2 separate regions of the Gossypium arboreum genome follow, and region 2 is linked to region 1. A link is a contact called in public Hi-C data. All regions are on one chromosome and are shown on one strand. The core of a region is the stretch at or near the end of the contact, and the rest is flanking DNA. Distances in the headings are between cores, read along the strand shown. Region 1 holds the start of LOC108476525 (sterol 14-demethylase-like). Region 2 holds the start of LOC108486201 (ADP-ribosylation factor GTPase-activating protein AGD3-like).

Region 1 (2,992 bases), core at 45-2,544:
TCGCTTCTTTATGAGGGGTCAGATACGGGATCATCCAATAATGCACAATATATAAACAAGCACAACACGAACCAAATTCATAGCAAACTACTCACCTCAGCTTCAGTAACCATCTGATCTACATAACCCTTAAGTTTATTAACTCGAAGGGCCTCCGTAAAGAACCGGAACTGCTCTTGCCTTATTGAGTAATCCACATCAAACACCACACCAGGGCCGAAAGTCGGCACATTGAACTGATAAACTTCCTGTTGGCTGAGGTCTGATTCTGAAGCCTTAAAGAAGTGTGCTGAAACCTCAGGTCCGATCAAGAAAGTTATCTTCTTGTTAAACATGTTCAACGTGAAAACACTGCCGAGCTTTGGGTACTCCTCCCGGATCATCACGATGGGCCCTTTCATGAATCGAAGGAGCCCACCAATTACAGGCCAGCTTTTGATTACTGGCGGCACCTGCCTCTTAGATCTGGGCATTATGAGGAACGATATGAGTTTGGCCACTACTAGAGTGGCAACTATGAGAATACCCATGTTCAAAAACTTGTCGTCTGCTTCCATGGTGCCTCGGATTTGATAATTTCCTATCAGTAATCAGCTGAAAATCAAATAAAAGTAATAATTGTAAAACTTAAATATAAAAATTAAGCTAAGGAGAAGAATCTTTAATCAATACTGTTAGTCAAACGTTTGACTAACATGAGTCACTGAAAAAGAAAAGCAAAAGCCTAAATCGTTGTAGCAATCTTTCGTTATATAAAATTATTTTTTGCAGGAAAATCAACAAGAATGTGACGGAGAATCCAATGAAAGTTAACCAAAATGTAAGAAAATAAACCTTACAAATAATGTAGGAACCCAAGAAATTAAAGATAAAAAACGAAGAGATTAAAGCTAAAAAATGAAGATTAAGTACCTAATTTGAGATTCAGAATGCAGGAGATCGGCAAAGAAAAAGGAACAGAAAGAGAGAGTCACGTAGATTAAAGAGAAAAGTAACAAACTGGGAGAATCATTTTTCTTCTCTGAATTTCTCAGCACCGAGAAAAATGGTTAGACAAAGTTGGTTTTAGTGAGGGATTAGTGGAAGTAAGGAGTGTTTATATAATCGAACCGAGCCGTGATTTGTCCGGAGCCGGTTTGGGAGGCCGAGTTGCATGGGCGCTCGTTGATTCTGGTAAAACCTGTGGGTCACCAAAGCCAAAGGGGCAGTTTTGACGTTGACGTGGGGTCTTATAATTGGACGAGAGGACTTTGGTTGCAAAATTTATAATCCTTGCTGTTTTGTTTGGTTGCATACGATAACACGTGAGAAGTCGGGAGGAAAGAAATTTGATACATAATTAAGGGCAAAGGAACAAATTTAGGGTAAGTGGGAGGTGTCAGACCCAAATTAGAAAACTCAAGATCCCAATATCAAATCAACCAACTTGATTCATCCCAATTAATTAAATCCAAATTCATCCTAACAATCAAGATTTTAGTTTCTGGAAGACAGACATCTCTCGTTTCCGTTAATTGTATCAATTAAATCGAAAATTAATTAATATATTTATTTAGATTTAGAAATTTAACCAAATTTTGTGTAAATTTTTTATAAATTTTAAATAATTTATTTAATTGATACATGATGATATAACTGATTCGATTATTGATCTAATTTTTAAAACCATGTTTTGCAACTCCTGGGTAGTCTTTTATTTCCTTATTGGTGCTCAACTTCCTCCTTTCATCAGTCTTTGAGCTTTTGTTTTTTAAAGTAGCTTTTTTGCTCAATGGCCCAGCATTTAAATTTCGCCTGCATCGTGTCTCATTCTCCTTGTCTTGCGCCTTTATTGATTTAGTCCACCATCCTCTAATGTTGTCACACGCCAGCCCCTTTTCAGCTTTCGTCCGACACCTGGAGTCCAAACACATCCCCACTCCGTCTTGTCGCTTTTAGTCTCAGTCACCAGATTGCTTGGATCTCTGATCGGAGATCTCTAGATGTTGCATTTAAGCCTTAACCTTAAAAGTTTTGATTGTTACCATGGTTGTTGACTCCATATCAATGATGTTATAGACCAATAGACTGATCCAGAGAGTAACTAAAAACCATTTGGACTGTTTTTGGGAAATTTGGGTTTGTATTGCCTGGACCAAGCTGAAAAATAAAAAGCCCAACCAACTCAAAACCATAAAGCCCAAAACATTTGTAATTTTCGGCCCAAAAGGAAAAAAAATGGTAATTAAAAGAGCAAAGGAAAAAATAAAAAATAAAACACTACTCCCTAGGCACCCACGCCACTCACTAGTCAATCCCTCCTAGGCTTAAGTTAGATGGGGTGTGTTTACCTCCGGGGAGGTTAAAAACAGCGATGGCAGTGAGATTAGTTACTGTAGCGGTAATATTGGATACTGTAGCGGTGAGATTAGAAACAATGATGGAGTGTGTGTTTGGATTCAAACGCAGTTGTAGCGGTGAGGTGAAAATAAAAATGACTATTAAGGACACCATATTAGAATTAATATATAATAGAAGTTTTTAAATTATTTTACTTATATAAAATTATTAAAATATGTGAATTTATAAATTTATTTAATAAAATATTAAAATTTATCTTCCAACATTTTATTATAAATATTTTAATGAATTTGGCAGAGGTATTTCTTCCCCGTTATCAGCAGAACTTGGCTGCCAAATCTGAAAAAAAAAATAAGATTGATAAAGAAACTTTCAAGGATAAAAAGGTAAATTAATAAATAAAAGTAATACCTCTGCTGTAATAGCCTAAATTTTCAGTGTTGTCGGAACAGTGATTCGAGATCACTAAATTGAAAAATGAGTAGAAAAATATTAATAATTTAGTGAATATAAGTTAAATGTGAAGTTAGAAAAATTTTTGAAATAGCGAATAGTGTACTAGAAATAAATATTAAAAAAAATTTAGAATCGAAAATGAGGTATCGAGAGTTTGAAAATTTTTAAAACGAGCCATAAATATTTTTATAAATAT
Region 2 (2,845 bases), core at 4-2,503, 300 kb after region 1:
GAAAATAATTTCGGATGAATTGAGAGTGTATTTTGAAAAGAAAATTGGCTGGATCTATTATTTGATAATAGATCTTTAAAACCATGCAAAGAAAACTAATTTTATAACTTTCTAATTTTATGTAAATGGTGTGAAAAGCAGGTTAGATGCATTGTGCTTAAAACTGAAACAACTCACCAAAAATTTAAAATTTGGGGAATTTGCCTAATTGCTACTCCCACATTTCCCTTACTTTGCCAATTGATTATTTCCCTAAAAAATTTCAAATTTTAAGGTTTATTTGCCAAATAAGTACTCCAAAATTTCCTTATTTTACAATTTAATCTAATTTAATTAATATTTAAATTTAACTTAAATTAACCCCAATAAAAATTATTTAAAATATTTTTCGATCCAAATAATTATTTTCACTAATAATTATTCAATTACTTTAAAATTAATTTTCCAAAAATATTTTTATTTTTTCAGCTTATTGTTTAATTGATTTTAGATGAAATTAACCTTCTAAATTAAATTAAAAATTACTAGAAGCCCCATAAATTCCTAGTTTCACGCTAGGAACTCGAAAAATATACTCAAAACTATTAGACTCGGTTTAGGGATATTACAACTAATCATACATGTTACTCGCTGAGATTGTCCCAAGACGACTCATTTTTGGTACATGATGTGATGGGTGTTGATTTAATGGTTATACACTAAACATCATTCTAATTAAGTAACTTCCCACAAAGATCTACTAAAGTTAGAATGATGGCCAAATGCGAAGCAATTATTAGTACGTGTGAATACTTAAGAAATTAGGTTCACGTATTAATTAGATGGAAATTCATGTTCTTACTAGTTGATTAATATTACCCCAATGTGACTTAATTCAATGTTTGTAGGAATTATCGTTGCAACGACTTACAAATATTTTCAAGATTTAATTTAAACGTATGCATCATCTTAATGCATATTAAATATTGCAAAAGGCTTTTCAAATATTTGTTTAATACAAAAATATTAATTAATGAATATTTTATTTTTAATTTGAAAATGATACTTATTCACTTACTAAACATACTTAGTAACAACAAACTGAATGAAAATAACTAAGGGATAGAATAGGAACTTCATAATTGTTATGAGCTGTGACAAAGAACAAACTGAATGAAAATAAGGAATACAACAGGAATTTCATGATTATCATGAACTGTAACAAACTAAAACAGTTATTGATAATAATTGTTCTCCGATCACTGAAGCCGAGACTAGAAAACGTTGAAAGAAATTTGATAAAGTAGCTCGTTGCTACATTCTAGCAAGCATGACCATCACCTTTTATAAGAATCCATGAAAATAGGTAAAATAGTCGGCAAAGCAATCAAGAGCCTCCATCTTTTTAGCTCGAATAAAATGACTGTCATACCAAAAAGGAAAAAATCCCAATCAAACATGTTCTCATATCCCACTAACAAAGCTCGAGAAATGCTATCCCGAAATATAGAACTTAACATATGATGGACGAAAAGCAAATTTAGGTCCCAAGAAATACTGTCTCAAAGAGCAGAGGAGAGGATCTATCATCTCGACTGCCCAGAACAAAAATGCCCACAACAAATGTCATGTTCAATTGTTGCAGATATTTTGGGGGCGGTGATGAGTTGAGTAACTGTGCTCAAGTAAGGCTGAAATTTCTTGGTTGCCTTTCCATTACAATTTTAATTTTCAGGTCCCCACCCTTCGCCCTCCTCTCTTTCCACCGATTCATAATATATATGCTAGATATTTTGATCACCACCAAGTCTCAGAGAAATTTACATTTAGAAAGAATAAATATTCGAATTTATAAAAAATTATTATGATTAATTAAGATTTGGAACATATATGAATACAATGGATGGAAATGTAATCTATGCAGATTGCGTTCAATTATCCAAAAAGAATGATAATTAAAATTTGGCAGGTGACGGGACCGACCGGAGCAAGAAAATCAAAATGGAAGAGGAAAGAGAGTAGTTCTAGTTTGGGTCCCGCTTCCTCGATTGCTGAGTTAGCGAGACAGAAGCATCTTTCAGTTTCTATGATCTACTACCACTCGCTCATGGCGCGTTATTTTCCAATCTCCCACCAATTCAAACTTCAAAAAGTAGATATTTCATTACACGCTTCTCCACTTGCACTCTTCACCTTTCTCTTTTCCCTTTTTTTTCTCTCTGAATGAGGGAGGGGTAAGGAAGGTAGCTCCTGTCAGAAACACACAGTCGTAACGCCGTTTTCAAGAACATCCTCGAAACGACGACGTAGGTTTTGGTATCCACAGCACGCTGTTAAAAATTTTGGCTCCACCAAACGAAATCGTAGATTAAAAGGAAAAAAAAGTAAGGGAAGGGAAGGGCTAATTATGTCTGTGTGTTTTCGCTTTTATCTAAGTTGTCTTTGTGTCTCACCTTCACGCATGTTATGGACATTTTTTAGGTTTAATGTATGGAAAATGGACTAATTAATTTCTTTTTCTTTTTCCTTTTTGTTTTAGTTTCTTCCTCACTCACTCACTCTCTCAATTCCCAAGGCTCTCACCCTTAAAAACAACCTCCACTTCCTCTAATCAAAATCTTATGTTTTCTTGTCCCTTCCTTCCTCCTCCACTTTCTCTTTTCTAGGGTTTTATTTTATTTATCTTCTTTCGGTTATATATATATTTTTTACCTTTCGTTGTGTTAAATTGAAACCTCAAAGCAAATAGTATTACACATAAAGCGAAAAAAAGAACTGTAAACAAGATTAAAAAAAAAAAACTTTCTGTTAAATTAAATGCCGTGAAATCCATGTGAATCGAGTTGATGGAGCTGAATTTCTTGCT

What was found. A called contact is a pair of places that touch in the nucleus more often than the background predicts.
Region 2: a contact with region 1 is called in a Hi-C map of leaf, with 2.0 times the contacts expected there. The contact joins the promoter of LOC108486201 here to the promoter of LOC108476525 in region 1. A contact is called at or near these places in 2 of 5 Hi-C or Micro-C datasets (both in leaf).

The regions. Positions count from the first base shown.
Region 1 is chr3:8,641,924-8,644,915 of ASM2569848v2, forward strand. LOC108476525 (sterol 14-demethylase-like) reads right to left here and starts at 1,295. Exons shown (of 3, transcript XM_017778748.2): 1 at 913-1,295; 2 at 96-580. The coding sequence starts at 557.
Region 2 is chr3:8,943,064-8,945,908 of ASM2569848v2, forward strand. LOC108486201 (ADP-ribosylation factor GTPase-activating protein AGD3-like) reads left to right here and starts at 1,254. Exons shown (of 20, transcript XM_017790101.2): 1 at 1,254-1,664; 2 at 1,949-2,363.